Regions from separate parts of the Mus musculus genome. Here region 1 is linked to region 2. A link is a contact called in public promoter capture Hi-C data. All regions are on one chromosome and are shown on one strand. Each heading gives the region's core, a stretch centred on a gene start, on an enhancer-like site or on the middle of the called end of the contact. The rest is flanking DNA. Distances are from core to core; before and after follow the strand shown.

Region 1 (4,817 bases), core at 1,025-3,524, 73 kb after region 2:
TACAAAGCTGTAGGCCCTGATAAAGGAGAGGTCAGACACAGGGCTTCACATTCAGGCTCCTGTCTTCTAAGTCCTACGTGTGTTCAAGCTCACAGGCTGCAAGGGGCCAACTGAAGGAAAGAATGGGGCGTTACTGCTTAATCTGTACGGCTCAGCTTCTGACACCATTTACGGGAAGGCAATGACTTGAAGATACATCTTTACAACCCAGATGCTAAAATGTTTTTAATGGTGCTCTTGAATGGACTCCTGCTAACTACATGTTACAACACAAGTATACGATACCTTGAAAACATTTGTGCTAAGTGAAAGAACACAGCCTCTACTTGTCATACATACATGATTCCACTTATTTTATCATTTTTTAAAAAAGATCTACTTGCTCTTTTTGCCCCATCTACTGTGAGGATGAAGACCATTCGCAGCAATCAGACTGTGGACATTCCAGAGAATGTCGAAATCACTCTGAAGGGGCGCACAGTCATTGTGAAGGGCCCCAGGGGGACTCTGCGGAGGGACTTCAATCACATCAACGTGGAGCTGAGTCTTCTTGGGAAGAAAAAGAAAAGGCTCTGGGTTGACAAATGGTGGGGTAACAGAAAGGAACTGGCCACCGTCAGGAACATCTGCAGTCATGTTCAGAACATGATCAAAGGTGTCACACTGGGCTTCCGATACAAAATGTGGTTTGTGTATGCTCACTTCCCCATCAACGTCGTCATCCAGGAGAATGGCTCTTTGGTTGAAATCCGAAATTTCTTGGGTGAAAAACTACATCCACAGGGTTTGGATGAGGACAGGTGTTGCTTGTTCTGTCTCTCAAGCCCAGAAGGATGAGTTAATCCTTGAAGGAAATGATATTGAACTTGCTTCAAATTCAGCTGCCCTGATTCAGCAAGCCACAACAGTTAAAAACAAGGATATCAGGAAGTTTTTGGACGGCATCTATGTGTCTGAGAAGGGAACTGTGCAGCAGGCTGACGAGTGAGGAGGCCTCAGTTCCTGGCTCCAGAAACAAGATCCTGATCACAAGAACAATTTGGGTTCTTTTGGGAGAATAAAAGACTTATATATTGAAAAAAAATCTACTTATTTATTTTATTATACAACTGTTCCATTTTCACGCACATCAGAGGAGGGAACCAGATCCCATTACAGATGGTTGTGAGCCACCATGTGGTTGTTGGGAATTGTATTTAGGACCTCTGCTCGCTCCTGCCAAACTCTCTCAGTCCCTGCTTGCTCCAGCCCACAGATTTATTTATTATTATACGTAATTACACTGTAGCTGTCTTCAGACACACCAGAAGAGGGCGTCAGATCTCATTAAGGGTGGCTCAGGGTGGTTGCAGAGAATTGAACTCAGGACCTCTGGAAGAGCAGCTGGTGCTCTTAAGCACTAAGACATTTCTCCAGCCCCCCAAGATTCCACTTACATGAAGAATTCTAAATGCATGCATCTACAGAGAGTAGTTTGTTTAATGGATATTCGTCTGGGAAGATCGGAGATCAGTGTATAGGAGCTAACCAGTACCAGGCTGCCTTGAAGGGCAATACAAATATTCTAGAATTGATTGTGGGGATGATTTTACAACTCTGTGGTAATATTAAAAGCCTCAAAATGGTTCACTTAAAATGGGGGGGTCTATTTCTCGATATAATTGTAACCAAAAAAAAAAAATGATGGCTCTTAGAATGAAGAAAATATAAGAATAGAAAAACGGCAGGGTCGGGGTTTAAAAGAGAGATTGAGTCTGTTAAAGAAGGATCTAGAATGCTTTTGGAGTACACATGAGTGCTATGGATATAGGCTGAAACAGTGTCAGCCATACACGGGGGAGGGGCGAGGAGGGGAGAGGGCGGAGGGGGGGTGGGGGAGGATACGGGCGAGGCTGTCTGTGGAGGCAGCGGCTTATGCAAAGGCCAGGAGGTGGCGGGCGGAGTGAAGCACAGAGAAAGCTAAAGAAAGCAGCTAGGTAGGAGAAAAGCGTTAAAAGGCGGGCTGGCACCCGGAGGTGGGATACTGGAATGTAGTTCTTTGAACACGCCATGAGAAACCTTGCAAGTTCCTCCAAATGCCCATTTTTAAAAACTTTGTCCCCTGCAGTCCACAATGGAAACATGACTAAGGCACTTTCTAGCTTCAGGGCTCCGCTGCCGACCTGCAAGATCCCCTGTGGAACTTGAAGCCAGACGACCCAAAAGGTTACAAAAGCACAGGGCACTGCCCCCGGAAATAGTGTGTTCAACCAGAGGCAGGGAAGAGCTGGCGCGACAGGAAGCCAAGAAATTCCAGAAGCCGCATCTGCAGAGCCAGGAAACAGAAAGAGCTCTGCACCAAGCCACCCTGGAAGAGTAAGACACTCTGCTGACCGACTGGGGATTGAAAACCCAGCAAAACGCCACAAGGAAGGAAAACTGCCTGCCCGGGAAGGGGTGGAAATGTGTCAGGGAAGATTAATGTCCCAGGTGAGGAGCCCGCCAATCAAACAGCAGCACAGACTCCTGTAAATTCATAGCTTGTCCTAGTGCACTCCTGTGATCCCTGAACGCGGGAGGCTGAGGCAGGAGGGTCGGGTTCAAAGCCCGCCTGGGCTGCAGAAAGAGCTGGTGAAAGCTAGTCTAGACCACGTGATTAATTAAATAAAATCCTAAGGCTTGTTAGCTAGAGATTGAGTCTGCCAGTCCTGAAGCAAGCAGCCCGAGGCTGGACCGTGAAAAAATGGCGGGGACAACAAAGTAGGTCAGCTCTGATTTCACAAACCTATCTCCTAGGCAACGCCCAGGCAGTCCAGTCATGGGGACCTGGGCTCTAGATAAGTGCAGACTCGTCATGGATTCTTATTGTAGGAGGAGGATTCCTTGTAGCTCAGTTAAGGAGGGGGCAGGCCGGGAGCTATGGGAGGGCTGCAGAGTGCACCCCAACGAGATGCTTCAGCCTAGTCTGTCTTCAGGCAAGAGTTTATCATCTATACTGATAAACTGAGAAGAAAATGATGCTGATGCTGCTACCCCCACCCACCCCATGTCCCTGTTCGCTCTCCTCCCCTCCCCCACCAGACTGCTCTGCCTTTTCAATTTCCCATAGAGCTGCAGAAGTTTTAAATGGAGTTGATCATTTACTTATTTTGATTAAAAGGAGCAGCAACATCCACTGTCGTCACCTCTAAAAGTTCCGACTCCTTCCCTAAATGTACAGAGAACATAAACACTCATGCCCAGGCCTGAATACTCATTTTCAGTAATAGTGGCTGTGCCACACAACACAGACCCTGTTGCCAAGGAGTAAATAAATAAATAAGCCCTGAACATTGTAGTTAAAACCAGCCAGGTGGTGGTTGCACACACTTTTAATTCCAGTCTTTGGGATGCAGAGGCAAGCAAATCTCTGTAAGTTTGAAGCCAGCCTGATCTAACAGAGTAAGTTCCAGGACAGCCATGTCTTGGTGGGAAAAAACCATCAAACTGAAGTGTTTCTTCACCTGGAATGTGAGCCCACTCAGTGCTACGAAGACTTGGCGGGCCCCCAGTCTCTCACTGTGCCTGTTAGTGGGAGATGATTTGCTGCCGTGTCATGCAGTCTGGCTTCTTCCAAACAAAGCTAGAAATCCTCTCCTTTTGGTTTCTACCTATCTCTTCATAAAGAGCCATCCAGAAATGATGGTGGGGATTGGAGACTCCTGCTTTCTTCTGTACACTCAGCTCTGTTCTTCTCAACCTACGGGCATGGACCTCTGGGCTCTTATTCCATCCCAGGTCACAAGGGTAAGGCACTACAGTGCAAAGAGTCTTAGTCTGGAGGAGATCTGGGGTTTTTAAGTAATCTGAAAACGAAAATGGAGCTGACCATGGGCCTGACTTAGCCCAAGATAGAAAGCACAGTAGTTCACTTTTCAAGGATCCCAATTCTGCAGGACCACTTCAGAAACCCAGATGTTGGAAGGCATTCTGGGCTACTCTTCAAGGGCTGAGTAAAAACTCTGAGAGATTGGCAGAGCTCTAGAAACTCAGCCAGCCTCCCTACCACAGAGGGCCCTCACACACACATACACACAAACAAACACACATGGGCTGGAGAGATGGCTCAGCGGTTAAGAGCATTGACTGTTCTTCCAGAAGTCCTGAATTCAATTCCCAGCAACCACATGGTGGCTCACAACCATCCGTAATGAGATCTGATGCCTTCTTCTGGTGTGTCTGAAGACAGCTACAGTGTACTCATCATATATATATATATATATGTATATATACATATACATATATATATAACAAATAATTAAATCTTTAAAAAAACACACACATACACATATATACACACATACATACATATACATATAGACATAAACACACACATAAGCACACACATATATACAGATACACAGACACACACACATATACACACATAGGCACACACATAAGCACAAACACACCTCTATGCTGCCCAAAGCTACCACATGGCCATTGTTCAAACTGACATGGCTATACTGTCCCCTCCTTCCCACACAAGCCAAGACAATCTTTTTCTCATCACACTAAATATTCCAGTGTGGTCTCAAGCTTTTTATCCTCCCGACTTGGCCTCCTGAGTGCCCAGAGTTATAGGTAAGTGCCACTACCACCAGCTCCCTTCTCTTTTTAAAAATTCCCGAGTATTGGCTGGAACTGCTGCCCCATCCTATATCCACACCCACCAAAACCCTGCCTGCCCTTCAAGGCTGTGTACAGCCCAAAGCCTTCCCTCTGTTTTCAGAAAACAGGGTCCTCTGTCCCCTGAACTGAATGAAGATAAGTCCCATCTCTACATTATTCCATTATAC
Region 2 (4,441 bases), core at 1,577-4,076:
TCATAGCAGCTCATCAGAGAGCATCAGGAACAGAAGCCCTCCAGGGCTTATTTTCTCAGCTAAAGTTGTGTCACTGTGTTAGTTAGGGTTTCATTGCTGTGAAAAAACACTATGACCAAGGTCACTCTTAGAGAAGAGAGCATTTAATTGGATCTGGCTTACAGTTTCAGAGGTTTAGTTTGATGTCATCATGGTGGGGAGCACGGCAGCATCCAGGCAGACATGGTGCTGGAAGAGCCGAGATTTCTACATCCTGATCCACAGGCAGTAGCAGGAGACTGTCTTCTGCAGGCAGCTAGGAAGAGGGTCTCTAATGCACTGGACCGAGCTTGAGCTCTAGAAGTCCTCAAAGCCCGCCTACACAGAGACATACTTCCTCTGACAAGGTCACACCTCCTAATAGTGCCACTTCCCCAGGGGCAGCATATTCAAACCACCATAAACACTTTCTTCGTTTTTTTTTCCCAGTACATAACAGTCTTTCAGGGTCATCCGAAGTTCCGCTCTTCCTCTGAGTCTTGGCTTTCAGACCCATTCAAACATCTGCTGCTTTTTCCAGAATGCTGTCAAAGGGTCACATGTGGTTTGAATCCCACGCCATCAGCTCTTCTCTCTGTGGCTGTGGCCACACTCTTGTCTTGAACATTCCAAACTTATTCTCACCTCAAGGACATGTCATTCTTTGTTCTTTCTTTACTAAAACACACACACACACCCCACCACCACCCACCACCACCACCACCGCCACCACCACCCACCACCACCCACCACCACCACCACCACCACCACCCACCACCACCCACCACCACCACCACCACCACCACCACCACCACCACCTATCTAAGTGGTCTCCGAGAATGAGGATTCTTCTGCCTCCATAACTTTAAAGATCTTTGATTTCCTCAAACCCGTTACTTCTGTCTCAGTCCCAGGCCCTCAACATCTCACATACCAGCTGGCAAAATATCCAACTTATTCACTGTGCTATTGGCGATACATTCCCAAAACTTAGACTGTAGCCTGTCTCCCTGCCCGAGGCGCTCGAGCCACGCCATCTTCAGCGCGAGACACTTTTGATGAGTTTCCTGTCTCCCTGCTCCTCGCTCCACCAGCTGCTCATGCCGCTTGTACCTTGTCTGAGCCACGTCCTGTGCTCTCCCACGTTGGCTCTGCCATTCCTTCTGCCTGAATATCCTTCACTCCCGCGTCTCACAGCCTTTGATCTGGGTGAACTCTTACAGAGCTATACTGTGGAGTCATTCATCACTCTAACGGGTGCTGGAGAAAGCCAGTCTGTAAAGAACAGGCTCTGACAGACACCTTCTTCCTGTAATCCCAGTGCTTGGTGTCTGGGGCGGGAGGCTTGGTACTCCAGGCCGGTCTGGCCCACATAGCAAGGCTCCGTAATAAGTAAAGAAGTAGGTTTATTCAGTTCTCAGTTGAGAAAATTCCAGTCCAGGGCCTTGCTGCTTTTGAGGCCTGTGGCAGGGCAGTAAGTGACACTGGCCGTGTATGCTGCTCACCCCGTGTCCAGGGGGAAGGAGGAGGAGGAGGAGTGTCTTAGTTATTACCTTCATGTTCCTGATACTCTGACAAAAGGAACTTCAGGGAGAGCTTAAAGTGTGGCTACAGTTCCAGAGGGCCACAGCCCATCGTGGTGAGGAAGGCGTGCCGTGGAGACCAGCTCTTCTCGGTAATAAGGGTGTCAAGGAGCTGCTTGTTGCTTGGCACTTGAAAAGGAGCAGAGAAAAGGACCTGAGGCTGGGTTATAATTCCTTAAGGCCCAGCTGTTACCACCCACTTCCTCTGTCTAGACCTAAAGGCCCCACAGCCTCTCAAAAATGGGAGCCCCAGGAGGACATTGGACGCTCAAAGCGTAACCCTGGCCCATCAGTATTGTGTTGTATATATAACCTATTAGAACCAGAAGGAAAGCCAAGGTGAAAACTTTCACTTACATGTGCTTAAAACCCGAAGCCCAAAACCAGTCATATCAGGTTAGGAACTAGACTAGAAACCAAGTTTCCTTTATCTGGGCTAACAAGATGAAAGATAAAAAAACAAGAGACCAAGGACAGAGCAAGTACGTCCCAGCTCACCGAGTGCCTCTCAGATCCTCCCGAGGTCCTGTCTCCCTTGAGCCTTCAGACTTGGCACTTCTCCAAGTGCTATAGCAGCTCCCTGTTTTACCACCGTGGCCTGACCCCGTGTGCCTGGACCATAGTTAATTCTGAGACCAATCTCTGTGTAATTACTATTTACATTAAAAAAAAATAGTTATATGTGTTTGTGTGGATGTGTGCACACCCCAGAGGAGGGGACACATATGGCTCAGTCAAAGATTGGGTCTCTCTTTCTACCCTCATGTGGGTTCCAGGGGTCAAACTCAGATTGTCAGCTTTGTATGGAAGCGTCTTTGCCAGTGTCTGAGCCATCTGGCTGGCCCTGCCCCGTCTTTATAATTACTCCAATACTTCAGAAATACTTGTTAGAGCTGGAAGAGTGGTTACGATCAGTACTTCCTCCTATCCGTTCTCATTCCCTTCGTCATCCATCCTCAACTTCTTCCTCCCCCCTTTGCCCATCCTTTTAGGTAGGCCTGACTAACGGGCTTGTCCCCCTGGCTCTATCCCATCAACTCTCTCACAGCAAATTCGAGGGCTTGGGATACGTTACATCTATCATCTTCATCTTATCAAGGGACTTCCTGAATCCCAAAGTGTTTCTAAACTAGAGAAATATTTCCACACAATCTCATAGCTGTCAGCATGGGATGCCTGGATGGTCCTCTCACTTTGATGCCAAAAATACTGCCCAGCAGCTGACTCGTGCCTCTGACTCCTTGTAGAGCTCATTCATGCTCAGTCTAAAGGATACCCACGCTTTCTCCTTGGCTCCATCAGATCTTTGTGCTTTAACGGCAGGATGCTTAAAGGTTGAAGTCACCAGCTTGCAAAATGAGAAAGTCTTTCCGAGAACACTTTGTTCTCTAGACTGTGGTTTAGAGCGGTCGCTGTCAATGCAGGGCAGCCTCTGACTTCCATACCATTCCTCCGAGACAGTGATAATAGCAGCACCGTCCACCCAGGCTCCGAAAGAGGACTTGAAAAACCCGGGTATGCTTTTTACCGTGCATCTATGCAAAGTCCCTTGGGAAACAGGAAGGAATTTTAGTATTCCTGTTTTTCTATAAAGCTAGAGGTTCAGGAAGACCCAGGCATCCATGTCCTTATATTCAGAAGGCATAAAATACCAACATGTAGGAAGCCTAAATAAAGTTGTACTAACTTTGCAGCATTCCTGTGTGATGTCAAAATAGAAAGTAAAACGGAAGGGACACAGTGCTCGGAGAAGCGAGCAGTACTTTGATTTGTGATCGCTGGGACCCAGGCTACTTCATTTCATGAGGGGACTCAGCTGAGAAGCTGCTGGTGCTGAAGGGTCCCTCTCCTATGTCTCCACAGGTGCAGTGAGCCTGCCACTCGCCCTCACTCGTGGCATACCACCAAATTTGGGGAGACACAGCCTGATGTCAGCATGATGCAGATATCTCAGGGCACAATGGGCCCTCCTTGGCACCAGAGCTACCATTCCAGGTGAGTGGCCACAGCTGGCATCTAAGGGTTTCTCTCTTTCAAAGGTCATGTTTACCCCCAAAATGTCTTTTCTTCATCCTCTTCAAATGCTAACTATGTGGGTGATTCATCCTTACATCACATTCTGAACTAGACTGGGAGACTGGAAATACTTTGATCATGGCTGGTCGTTTGAGATATTTATGGAACCCATTCACAGTCAGCTGTTTCTCAATGCCTATTATAATCCCATATTTGAAAAACTGAAGACTTCCATTCTGGGTGCTTCAATGTCCTGTCTGCACTAGTCAAAAATTGTTCATATTTACAGCTGAATTGGTGATATTCTTATATTTAAATGTTACACTTGATATTTTTTTTCCTCCTTCCATCAAAGCCATCTGCCTAGCATGGCCCTGAAGCAGATAGGAATAGGATAGAGGGTTTTTCAGTGACACATGATGAAATTGACATTGATCTCATGTGACCCCTTCATTTCCCTCTTCTGCATGCAGCACCACTTGAACACATAAGTATTTTGCAGAACAGGAAGTTGAACGGTGCAAAGATTAATCCAAGTATGGACAGCTGATCAGTATGTGAGTCAGGACAGATCTGAGCCAGGTGCCACAGTATGTGCACATAGCTGCTGGGTTACACTTCTGCTTCCTAGTCACCCTGGTGCTAGTTAAGGTTGTTAAAGAATGAACAGAGCCACCCTGAATGTGGCAAACAGAGGGCTCTCTTCTCGAAATCGGGCCTCACGCATCTGAGAGGAACTGGGGAAAGGGGATCCAAACCCAGACACTCAGACATACTGAAGAACAAGCTGAGTCCGGATTCCCCACACCAGCTGTGTGTTCAAG

The links. Capture Hi-C pulls out chosen DNA fragments and counts their contacts.
Region 1: a promoter capture Hi-C map of adipose tissue shows a contact between it and region 2. The contact joins two enhancer-like sites. A contact is called at or near these places in 2 of 39 promoter capture datasets (cranial neural crest and embryonic stem cells), 1 of 115 datasets of contacts at active chromatin or transcription factors (pancreatic cancer cells) and 2 of 9 other capture datasets (adipose tissue and liver).

The regions. Positions count from the first base shown.
Region 1 is chr5:93,003,422-93,008,238 of GRCm38.p6, forward strand. The region is part of intron 1 of Gm36764 (a long non-coding RNA gene); the gene reads right to left. It also overlaps the pseudogene Gm6450. Among named protein-coding and RNA genes, the nearest start is that of Gm36764, 3.2 kb to the right of the region's middle. Within about 2 kb of position 2,275, at least 101 of the 459 cell types and tissues checked have an H3K27ac peak or open chromatin away from gene starts, as enhancers often do. A contact at or near this core is called in adipose tissue and pancreatic cancer cells, where this site is marked.
Region 2 is chr5:92,930,290-92,934,730 of GRCm38.p6, forward strand. It overlaps Shroom3 (shroom family member 3), which reads left to right. Exons shown (of 11, transcript NM_015756.2): 4 at 3,465-3,596. Among named protein-coding and RNA genes, the nearest start is that of Gm36764, 77 kb to the right of the region's middle. Within about 2 kb of position 2,827, at least 52 of the 459 cell types and tissues checked have an H3K27ac peak or open chromatin away from gene starts, as enhancers often do. A contact at or near this core is called in adipose tissue and pancreatic cancer cells, where this site is marked.